2 separate regions of the Sus scrofa genome follow, and region 1 is linked to region 2. A link is a contact called in public HiChIP or PLAC-seq data. All regions are on one chromosome and are shown on one strand. Each heading gives the region's core, a stretch centred on a gene start, on an enhancer-like site or on the middle of the called end of the contact. The rest is flanking DNA. Distances are from core to core; before and after follow the strand shown. Region 1 overlaps FGGY (FGGY carbohydrate kinase domain-containing protein). Region 2 overlaps FGGY (FGGY carbohydrate kinase domain-containing protein).

Evidence for each region. HiChIP or PLAC-seq counts read pairs in DNA pulled down with a chosen protein or histone mark.
Region 1: an H3K27ac HiChIP or PLAC-seq map of skeletal muscle shows a contact between it and region 2. The contact joins two enhancer-like sites. A contact is called at or near these places in 3 of 47 Hi-C or Micro-C datasets (all in skeletal muscle) and 2 of 2 datasets of contacts at active chromatin or transcription factors (alveolar macrophages and skeletal muscle).

The regions. Positions count from the first base shown.
Region 1 is chr6:152,997,143-153,002,121 of Sscrofa11.1, forward strand. All of the region lies in intron 6 of FGGY (FGGY carbohydrate kinase domain-containing protein), which reads right to left. Among named protein-coding and RNA genes, the nearest start is that of FGGY, 210 kb to the right of the region's middle. Within about 2 kb of position 1,894, at least 23 of the 83 cell types and tissues checked have an H3K27ac peak or open chromatin away from gene starts, as enhancers often do. A contact at or near this core is called in skeletal muscle, where this site is marked.
Region 2 is chr6:152,828,890-152,833,819 of Sscrofa11.1, forward strand. The region is part of intron 14 of FGGY (FGGY carbohydrate kinase domain-containing protein); the gene reads right to left. Among named protein-coding and RNA genes, the nearest start is that of HOOK1, 120 kb to the left of the region's middle. Within about 2 kb of position 2,647, at least 19 of the 83 cell types and tissues checked have an H3K27ac peak or open chromatin away from gene starts, as enhancers often do. A contact at or near this core is called in skeletal muscle, where this site is marked.

The DNA of each region.
Region 1 (4,979 bases), core at 644-3,143, 170 kb after region 2:
TGTGGCCTGGATCCCAAGCTGCTGTGGCTGTGGTGTGGGGCAGCTGGAAACAGCTTGGCATAAGAGAGGAGGATAGAAATAAGAGGAAATCTCTGAGAAATCACCCCAGATCACAACCGATCTGCCCGAGGGGCACTGAGGGGACCAGAGGAGCTGTCAGAAGCAGGCTTTTCCAGAAATAATCCTCCTTCCGCTCTTCTTTCACCCTAACATTCAATGAATCACAGCATCGGTTTTCCCAGACTTCATCAGAACTTCACAGCCTCTGCATTTGCGGTCTCTTCATTTCTTCATTCAACCATTCAGCGAACATTTCAAGACAATGGTTATGATGAAGGCCCCAGATATTTTCCATTGCCCTGTGCCTAGATCTGGGTGCTGGGGAATGAGTGAAAGACGAGCCTCCGATCTCAGAAGGCTTGCACAGCAGTCTGTGCAAACCAAGGCCCTCAAGACTGTAGATAAAAGCTCTGAAGGTGGAATGTGCGTGGTGGTCTCAGAGCACTGGCGAGGGCAGGAAATCAAGAGGAAGGTGACATCCGAGCTTGGTCTGGAAAGACAGGTGGCCGATTGCTGGTTTCAGTGCTTGGGGAAACGGATGCCATTAGAGTGAAAGTGGGTTCACTGCAGGGAGTCCCGATGAGCACAGAGGGTGTGAGGCATTCGGTATGTTGGCAAAAAAGGGCACCAGGTAGGCAAGGGGACCTGTGGCCACCTGGACAAGAGCAGGGGACCTCAGGCAGGGCCAACTAAGGCAGTGTGGCCCCAATGACCAACAGCTCTGAGCTCCCTGATTTATCATTTAAGAAGATAAACCTGCAGTGTAGAGAAAGGCGAGAACAGGAAATCATTTTCATCTTTAAAACAATCAAGCCAACTAAAAAAGCAGGCTGCCAAACAGTAGCAGAGAAGACTTCTTTTAAAAAACAACCACAGAGATGTAGATGGATTTATTTGTAAAAATCCCTTCCTAAGGAAGCAATACAGAGAAGAGGTTTTCCCTGGAGAGAGAAAATACGTGTTTTTCATTTTTTTTTTAATTAACCTATACCTTCTAATTGCTCTACTTTGAACGTAGTTTTTCTGTAATATTTCCAAAGGTATTTGCCCCCTTAACTCTATGCAGGGTGAACAAATTAGAGCACATGTATTCAGCAGAAAACACTTCACAGCCGTTAACATGAACGAGGAAGAATTAAAAGTATGGATGTGGAAGGGAGTCCAGGATAAGTTAAGGGAAAGTGGCAAGCTGCAGAATAGCAATTGGAGTAAGATCCCATTTGTGACTTGTATTAAACGGTACCGAAATTAAGCACATACACTCCCAGAAAAATCCTAGAAAAAATATGCAGAATATTGTTACAGTGGAGACTCGGGTCCAGGGAAGGGCTGTCATTTGGGCTTCTTCTGTACCCTGGCCTTGTATGTCTTTCATGATCGAGACAAGCTAGTTAAAATAAACGCACAGTTCCACTAGGGAGAACACTGCACACCTTTTTTAAACCCTGTTCCTCAGCCTGAAGGCAGGAGAGAGGCCCGAGGCCCGTTCACGTATTTCCTTGCTCTGGCTGTGGCCTCTGTTCCTGTGAACACAAGCTCACCTTGGGGTGTAAAAAAGCAACCGCTCTGAGGGCTGCTGGGCTCATGGCCACTGATTCCCATTCCGATGGGCAGAGTCGGTGTGAGGGTCACACGCTGGGGCCTACAATTAGCCGGTGGTTGCCGTCTCTCTTCATAGGCGGGGGCTACTATTACACCAAATCCTCCCCTACCAGTTTTTCAATTATCTATGACTAATGAGCACTTTGGGAACAGTTTCAGACACACACATAATCCTCTTGCCTGACGTCAGCAGCAGAAATTAATGACTGTGTGGATTGCTGGGAGACAGAAAATGCATTATAATGGTCAACAGAACTGTTATCCTCTCCAGGAAGGGGGAGGTGGGGGCAGGGTGTTGTATTAACTGGAAGGTTCAGTGTTCCTTTGTATTCCTACAAACAGGAGATGAAACCCAGCGGGGAGAGCTGGCTCAGAGCCCATGGAAATGTCAGCGAGAGGTTTGGGCGTGGGTGGTATGCGACCCTGGTCCCTCTGTGCTTGGCACCGGACCCCCAGTCCCCGCTCATTTTTGCCAAGGTCAACAGGTCAGCTGGATCGGCCGGGACAGTGCTAAGTGACATCCTGCCCTGCCTGCAGAGTCCTTTCGGACTGAATGGACTTTCAATTTGGTGTAGGGAAGGGAGAACAAAAACAAGAACGGGCAACTCTCAAACAATAGGCTGGAGGTAATTTCAAATGACTGTGGTACTTTGCATGAGTTTGCTGTTTTACACAGGCATACTATGTCCTGGCGTAGCTTCAAAGATTGTTAAGACCTGGTCCAATTCTTGTAGAGCCCCAACGTTATGTGAACCATGAGCCCTCAATGGAAAAAATAAATAAATAAATAAAACAAACCAAAAAACAAATAAACAAAAAACCCACAAAAAATAGTGCCATTGTGTGTGCATGATGGCCAGCAGACTGCCTCCTGATTTATTATTAATATTTTTTTTAATTATTTTTGCTTTTTAGGGTAGCACCCACAATATATGGATGCTCCCAGGCTAGGGGTAGAATTGGAGCTACAGCTGCCAGCCTACACCACAGCTCACAGCAACACCAGATCCTTAACCCACTGAGCAAAGACAGGGATCGAACCCACTTTGTCAAGGATACTAGTCGGGTTTGTTACCACTGAGCCACAGCAGGAACTCCGACTGGCTACTGATTTAAAAGAACTGTCAGAGTCAGGGGCTTGACCTGTACCTAGCACCTAAATCCCTCTATAGAGATCTCACCTGGGCAGGTTGGCTTAGGGAGTTTTCTAGACCTGGAACCACGACTGACACAAGACTAAATGAAAAACATTCCAGCAATTCTTACTCCTGAATGGAAGGTACCCAAGGCCCAGAACAATTCACTCAGTCCAAGAAAGTAATGAAAAACTCCAACCTGACATGTTCAGCCACCTGTTGAAAGACATCTGCTGAAACATTAAGCATTCATTTCCCTCTTAAAACCAGAATCATTTTCACTAGGAATTCAATTCCATTTTATTAAATTCTATTTTAAATTATTGATTAAATATTTTTACTAACTTTGTAAAAAATTTTATTGCAATATAGCTGATTAAATAATTTTCTGATGATATCCTCATCAATTGTAATTCATTAAGGAAATGTTCACTAAGTACCTACTATGTACCAAGCACTGCTGTCCTGCTGAAAATGCATTAAAGAACAAGATAGATAAGAGTCCCTGCCCTTATAGGCTTATTCTCAGTAGACACTATTCCCAACCAGTGCCTTTTCTGAATTACATCTTGTAACTATTACAGTCTTATAAGTTCTTCTGTGATTTGGACTGTCTTTTATGTATTATGCAGTATATGTAAGTTCTGGGGACAGGGGTCAAATCAGAGCTGCAGACCTACACCACAGTCACGGCATCATCAAACCCAAGCAGCATCTGTTACCTATGCCACAACCTGTGGTGACCTCAGATCCTTAAGCCACTGAGCAAGGGCAGGGATCGAACCTGCAGCCTCATGGGCATTATGTTGGGGTCTTAACCCACTGAGCCACAATGTGAACTCCCTTTTACGTATTTTTATATAGCCTTGTATTCTGACCTACAGTAGGTATTTAATCAATAAACACACCATACATTTTAAATCAAATTTTGAATGACTTGTATGCTGTGTTTTGTTTTTTCCCTGCGTCTCTTTCCCTCTCTCTCCTCCTGGACAAAGAATAGATCAAAGATGATTTAATTTATCTGTGTTATCATTTCCCCTCCCCCTAGAACCCAGCAGTGTCCACAATCTAAGTTCTAAGTAATGTTCATTCAACTGAATTTATAGATTTCTTTTAGAAAGAAGAGGGCAGAAAGCACAGATCGATCAACTTAGGCAAAACAATACTATGCACATATATGATGCTGAATACCAGCAGCTGGGAGAGTAAGGAGCAGAGATTGGATTCAAGATTACCTCTTGAATGCTACTGAGGCAAGGAACATAACTCCTAGTATAATCCCACGAGTGATTCACTCTCCTCTCTCACTCAGGCACAATGTAATGTACTAAGTCCTATGCACGTGCCTAGAAAATGGTTGACCAGAAGGCTCAAGTCTCTCACTAGGTACAATGATACTATGGTATAAGACAATGTAGATGTCATACTTAGTGAAACAGAGACTCTCAAACCTCCTTGGCTGCTTGCATCTAATTCAAGAAGTGCATGGTAGTCGGCTTATAGATGAAAAGCCCTAGGTCTTTTAGTTAAGGGGGTCTGAGGAAGGATGGACACCAGGCCAAGGGGTCTGGACTTGTTCTAACACGCAATTGGTAATTACTAGAGATCAGTGAGCCAAAGAGTGGCATATACAACTTGTATTTTAGGAAGATAAATCTCCTAATAATAATAGTGCCCAGTTAGTGAAACCCACAAACTCTCAGTCACTGTTCTTGGTAATTTTCATTTTTCACTTCCATGCAAGCAACAGACCTATGAGGCTAGTATTAGAATCACCATGTTTCAGCTGTAGAAATAAACAGCACAGAAAGGTTTCACAATTTGTTCAAAGTCACCTATCTGATGAGGGGCAGGGGCAGGGTTTCAATCCAGGATTCTCAGATTTCAAACTCTGAGATCTTCCCACTATACCCCGTTGGTGAGACAGGGGAGAGAGTGGAGCTAGGAACAATGACCTCAAGTGCATATGGACAGCCATGGATATAAAAGCAAGGCAGCTTCATTTACAAGGGGCTCCCATGGTGGGTCACGTCCAGGAACATGAAATCACAACACGCTGAATCTTCTAGCTCCTTCCTCTCTTTTCCTACATAGATTCCAAAAAGGGATGCCGGACTTCGAATCACCCCTAGGGACCATCGTCTCCAGTGTATTCCTTTTGCAGAAGAGAAAACTGAA
Region 2 (4,930 bases), core at 1,397-3,896:
CAAACCTGGATTCACCTCTGACACTTAGCTCTCTGATCATGATACTCAAGAAATGGTAGCAGCTGTAACAATTAAAATAATAGTGATCATAATTATTTATGAAGAGATGAGATGAGATAGAGATTTTGGATTGGTAGTTGAAGCTGTTTTACTTTCATTCATTCATCAATCACTCTGAGTGGTTCTTCCATTGAAACTGTTCTTTTTTCTTTACCCAAGAGATAGTATGTATGTATTTGAATGTATTTATTTATTTATTTATTTTTGTCTTTTATCTTTTTAGGGTCGCTTCCCATGGCATATGGAGGTTCCCAGGCTAGGGGGTCTAATCGGCGCTGTAGCTGCTGGCCTACACCACAGCCACAGCACGCCAGACCTGAGCCGCGTCTGCGACCTACACCACAGCTCACAGCAATGCCAGATCCTTAACCCACTGAGCGAGGCCAGGGATCGAACCCACAACCTCGTGGTTCCTAGTTGTATTCGTTTCCGCTGCGCCACAATGGGAACTCCCTGTATTTATTTTTTAAGCTATCTCTTACACTCAACTGTGAATGTGCTGAAGATTGGTACAATGGTTATTTCACACATCACTGTATCTAGGGGAATATGTGTTGAATGATGTACAAATATTTACCAAGTGGTCCACGCCAATCTCTGCGTTAGGCACTAAAGGTATGGAAATAACCCAAGAAAGATTCTTACCCTTGAAGCATTAAGAGATCTGTGAAAACGGACTAAATAAATAAATAAATAAATAAATGAATAAATAAAAAGAAATGGGGCATTCGTCCCTCACTCCCAAAGTTTTTTTTTTTTTTTTTTTTTTTTGTTTTTAAATAAATCCAAAGACATAAATAGAGTTAAAGCTTCAGTAATCTTCTAGCACAAAGCCCCGTTGTGGGGGGTGGTATGGATATTCCAAAGCTCGAAAATGCCAAGAGGGATTCAGACTGGTGGTGTTAAGCCCCCAACGTAATCAGAAATTCCCTTTGAAACGTACAGTTGAAAAAAGAAAGAAAAAGAGAAAGAAAAGGAAGGCCTTTCAGAGGGCTAGCTCGCTGACTCCTCCCAGAATGGTCTGATCCCCTCGGCTGCTGAAGCAAGAGGTCAGATCCCCAGACGGAAAATTAATCTCTAAGAGTCGCTGGATAGAATTTCTAATTCACCAGTGCCAGGACACGCGGTCTGTTTCCAGCCAAGGAGGACAGGGCTGAGGCTTTAGCTTCCCTAGCCCACTGTACACAGTCAAGCCAAGCTGACACCACCCCCCAGGAGCCCACAGCATCCAACAGTCAAGTGGACACAGGGGTCTCACTGAGAGTCCCTGAACCCACCTTTCCCAACGGGTTCCATTTTGAAATACTGTGTGATTGTATTATTATTAGAGTTAATTAATAATTTTGGGTTATTGCCTTTGAAACCGGAGTCCAGTGCTTCTTAAGTTCAAATGAGACCCTCCAAGGCTGCCATGTGGTGGGGAAAGGGAGGGAGTGACACAGCAAAGAGGAGACACGGCTCAGCTTCTATCTGTTTGATACACTGGCCTTACAAATGGTCCACAACTTTACATTCTGTGAAAACCAGAACCTGATTCTTTCAGTGTAAAGATGAGGAAACTGAGGGCCAAAGAGGTTGACCTCTTGTCCTGGGTTATACATCGAGTTGTTCAGTCACTGAACCAACAAGTGAAGCTGGGGTATGTATCCTTGAAAAAAGAGTAACTGAGACTCACAAGGAACAGTCTGGGGTGGGGCCGGTATGAACACGGAAAGCTGTTTGCAGAGACAGGGCTAAGAGCTAAGTGGGGTTAGCTTGGATTTTACCGGCTAAGGGCTTCCAATCCACATTCCTCCAGTGCAGCACCGTTCCTTTCAGTGGCTGGCTTTTTGGGTAACCAGCCTTCTCAGGCAGCTCAGGGGGAATATGCAATCTCTGCCAACTTCACCTCCATGGTAATACAACACCTGCTCATGCCATACCTGCTACCAGTTACGGATAAGGGAGACTGGGATCCTTCCCGGAAGCTCACCCCCAGGTGGGGTAAGCCGACACTGAAACACCCTAGGGCAGCACTGCAGAGAAGCAGTGGTGAGGGGGTGCGTGTAGACGTGGGCCCACTGTGAGGAGTATCCCAAGGCAGCTTTACAGATGGGTTCCAGTATTATTCCAGTGAGCAGTCCACAGGCTCAAAACATGGCAGGAGTGTATCTTACTAGCTAGCTAACCTTGGGAAAGTACTTAACCTCTTTGTGATTTGGCCTCCTTATCTGTAAAGGCCTCCTTATCTGCAAAGCACAAGACAGATCAGGACCTCATGGGATTTTTGTGAGGATTAAGTGAGTTAATCCATAGTCATACACACAATGACTGCTGACACTTCCTGACTACCCTCTGTTATCGTTTCAGGAGCCCCTTGAAGAGAAGGGTCCCAGTCCCCACCACACCACAATATGCCAGATTCACTAAAGCTAGCGGCTTCCTCATCGTCTAAGCACTTGCTCGAATCTCCGCTTTAGGATTGTCTGTAATTTTCTCCTCCATCGATTTCTGTCTGTAGCCGTTAGTCCGCTTCCTAGGGTGAAAACAACTGCTGTCATCCAGTTATCTGAACCAGCCTGGCCTGTCCGGATCCCTCCTCATCAGAGATGCCGACAGCTGAAAGTGACATGGCCAACTTGGTAGGAGTTTCAGTCTGATCAACTCCATCCAACACCCAGGCTCCTCTGGCCAAAGTGTCAGCTGAGGGGGAGGGGGAGGGGAAGGGAGGTCAATTGTGAGGTGGGGTGAAGCAGTTGCTGGCTTCCCATCTCAGCGGCCTTGTCTCAGAAGGTGCCTTGTCAGTCCCCATGTCCCCAAACATGTAACACTCTACACAAAGGCACTCTGGTGAAACAGGATAACTTCCTAGGGGCATTTAAAGTGTTCCCTTTCAATTTCAGGGAGTCTTCAAAACTGTTGGAGATACATAATAAATCTTTGCTGTTACTCCCAGGCTTGAAATAATTTACAGGCTTTTTTTCTTCAGCAGGAAGCAGTGTTATCATTTAAGAAGCACTTAATGTTGTTCATTTTTTAAAAATGAGACTATTAGCTTATTACATAAAAAAAAAAAAAAAAAGATAGATAAGAGTCAGGGGATGTTGGGCAAAGGATGCTCCCAGGACTCCTGATCCAGTTTATAGCAATCTGTTTCTAGCTGACAATCCCTACTCCCCATCAAGTGTGGCCCTTACATACTAAGCTTTCTATTGTTACTCCCCAGTTGGGATCCTTCCTAGGACTTGAGTGGATATCTTTTTTGCCTGTGTTATTCTTCGGCTTTCATTACCAACTATCTGAAAAGTCCACTTCCTGCTGCTTCTCTGCTCTCCCTAAGTTAGCATTTCCATTTCAAGCCCTCCGTCTTATACAAAACCACACTTCTCTTTCTTGCTTGTAGCTGTTACCAGGGAGCAGCTTATGTAATGGTACTCTCTGGTTTCAGGTTGCTTCATTTTTATTCTTCTAGCCTGACTGTCAGCTCCTTGAAGGTGGGGAACCTGCCCTTGTTTTTCCTCTTGTTCTTTTTTTAAACCTGTAAAACATTAGGCCCTCTCTCCTAAAATCCAATCCTTTGATGTCACCAGTAGAAACAGTGTATTTTCTGTACCAGACAGAAAACAGTGTATTTTTCTGTACCAGACAGAAAAACCTGTATTCAAATATTCAGCTTGAATATTAACAGCCAGTCTGACCTTGGGTACGTTCTTTTAATTTTCTGAGTCTGTTTTCTCATTTGTAAAAATGAAAATAACAAACTTCGAACATAAACTTATTATGAGAACTACATGAGAAACTTTAAATGTTGGTTCTGCAAGGAAATTTCTAAGCGACCAGAGCAATATGAGTTACACATGCAGCTTTCTTGTAATTTGCTTTGAAACAGGAAGAAAATTTGGAAACCTTGAGGAAGAGATATGTTTCAAGAAACATAAACTCTGAGACATACAGACTTCAATTCCTCATGCCATTACTTAATAGCTGTGTGACTTTAGGGAAACTGTTTGCCCTTTCTGAGTCTCTAAATCCTCACTTGCATGATGAGAATAATCACATATATAGTATGGTGAATGGTCCAGAGTGCTGGTTCAAGAAAGAGGAGTTTCTATTCCTTTTGACTAGACACTACCTTGAACTGTGCCCAGCTCTGACTTGTAATCCAGTCAGATCTCCTCCGGAAAGTGGTAAGTTACGTATGGCTACAGGCTCCAATGCCTAACTCAGAGCGGGGTTACTCAGATCTGGGCATTCGCTAAAGTTGCTTAGGTCAATTTTCGTCCTTTGCATGCCACTTAGTCAAAGTGGACTGCTCTCCATGGTAACCAGCCACCCTTTCTCCCATTGGCCTAGCTCATTCCAATGGGAGGGGGGAATGGATTCACCATAAGGATTGACTTCTCTTTTAATATTTAAAAGCAACTCTATTACTCAGAATCCAGTCAGGAGATGAGAAGCCACTCTAGGTCGTTCAACAAGAACTGAGTGCAGGAAATTTGTTCATAGAAGACAGAAGAAACTAAAGCCGGGCAGATGATGTTGAAGGAACTGAAGAGATCAGCAAAGGCCAAAAGCTGCTACTCCTCTTAGGGATCAAGAGATGATGGGAGGCATTGGAGGGACCAGAGCCAGGGGCTGGTGATGCCAGGCTGGAGGTGAAACCAAAGAAGGGCTGAGCGGTCAGAATGGGGCAGCTGCTATAGTGAAAGAAACAACCTGACTTCTCCCTGCTTCCCGCATGTCAATCTTCCATCAGTATTTCCCATTGGCCAAACTTACTCAGTGGCCAGCTGCAAGGGAGCCTGGGAAATGCAGTACACAGCAGGACAGGGGTGAACAAGCCATCGGAGAGCAAGCAGGCAAATGAGTGGCCCAGCCATCTTTCAGTAAC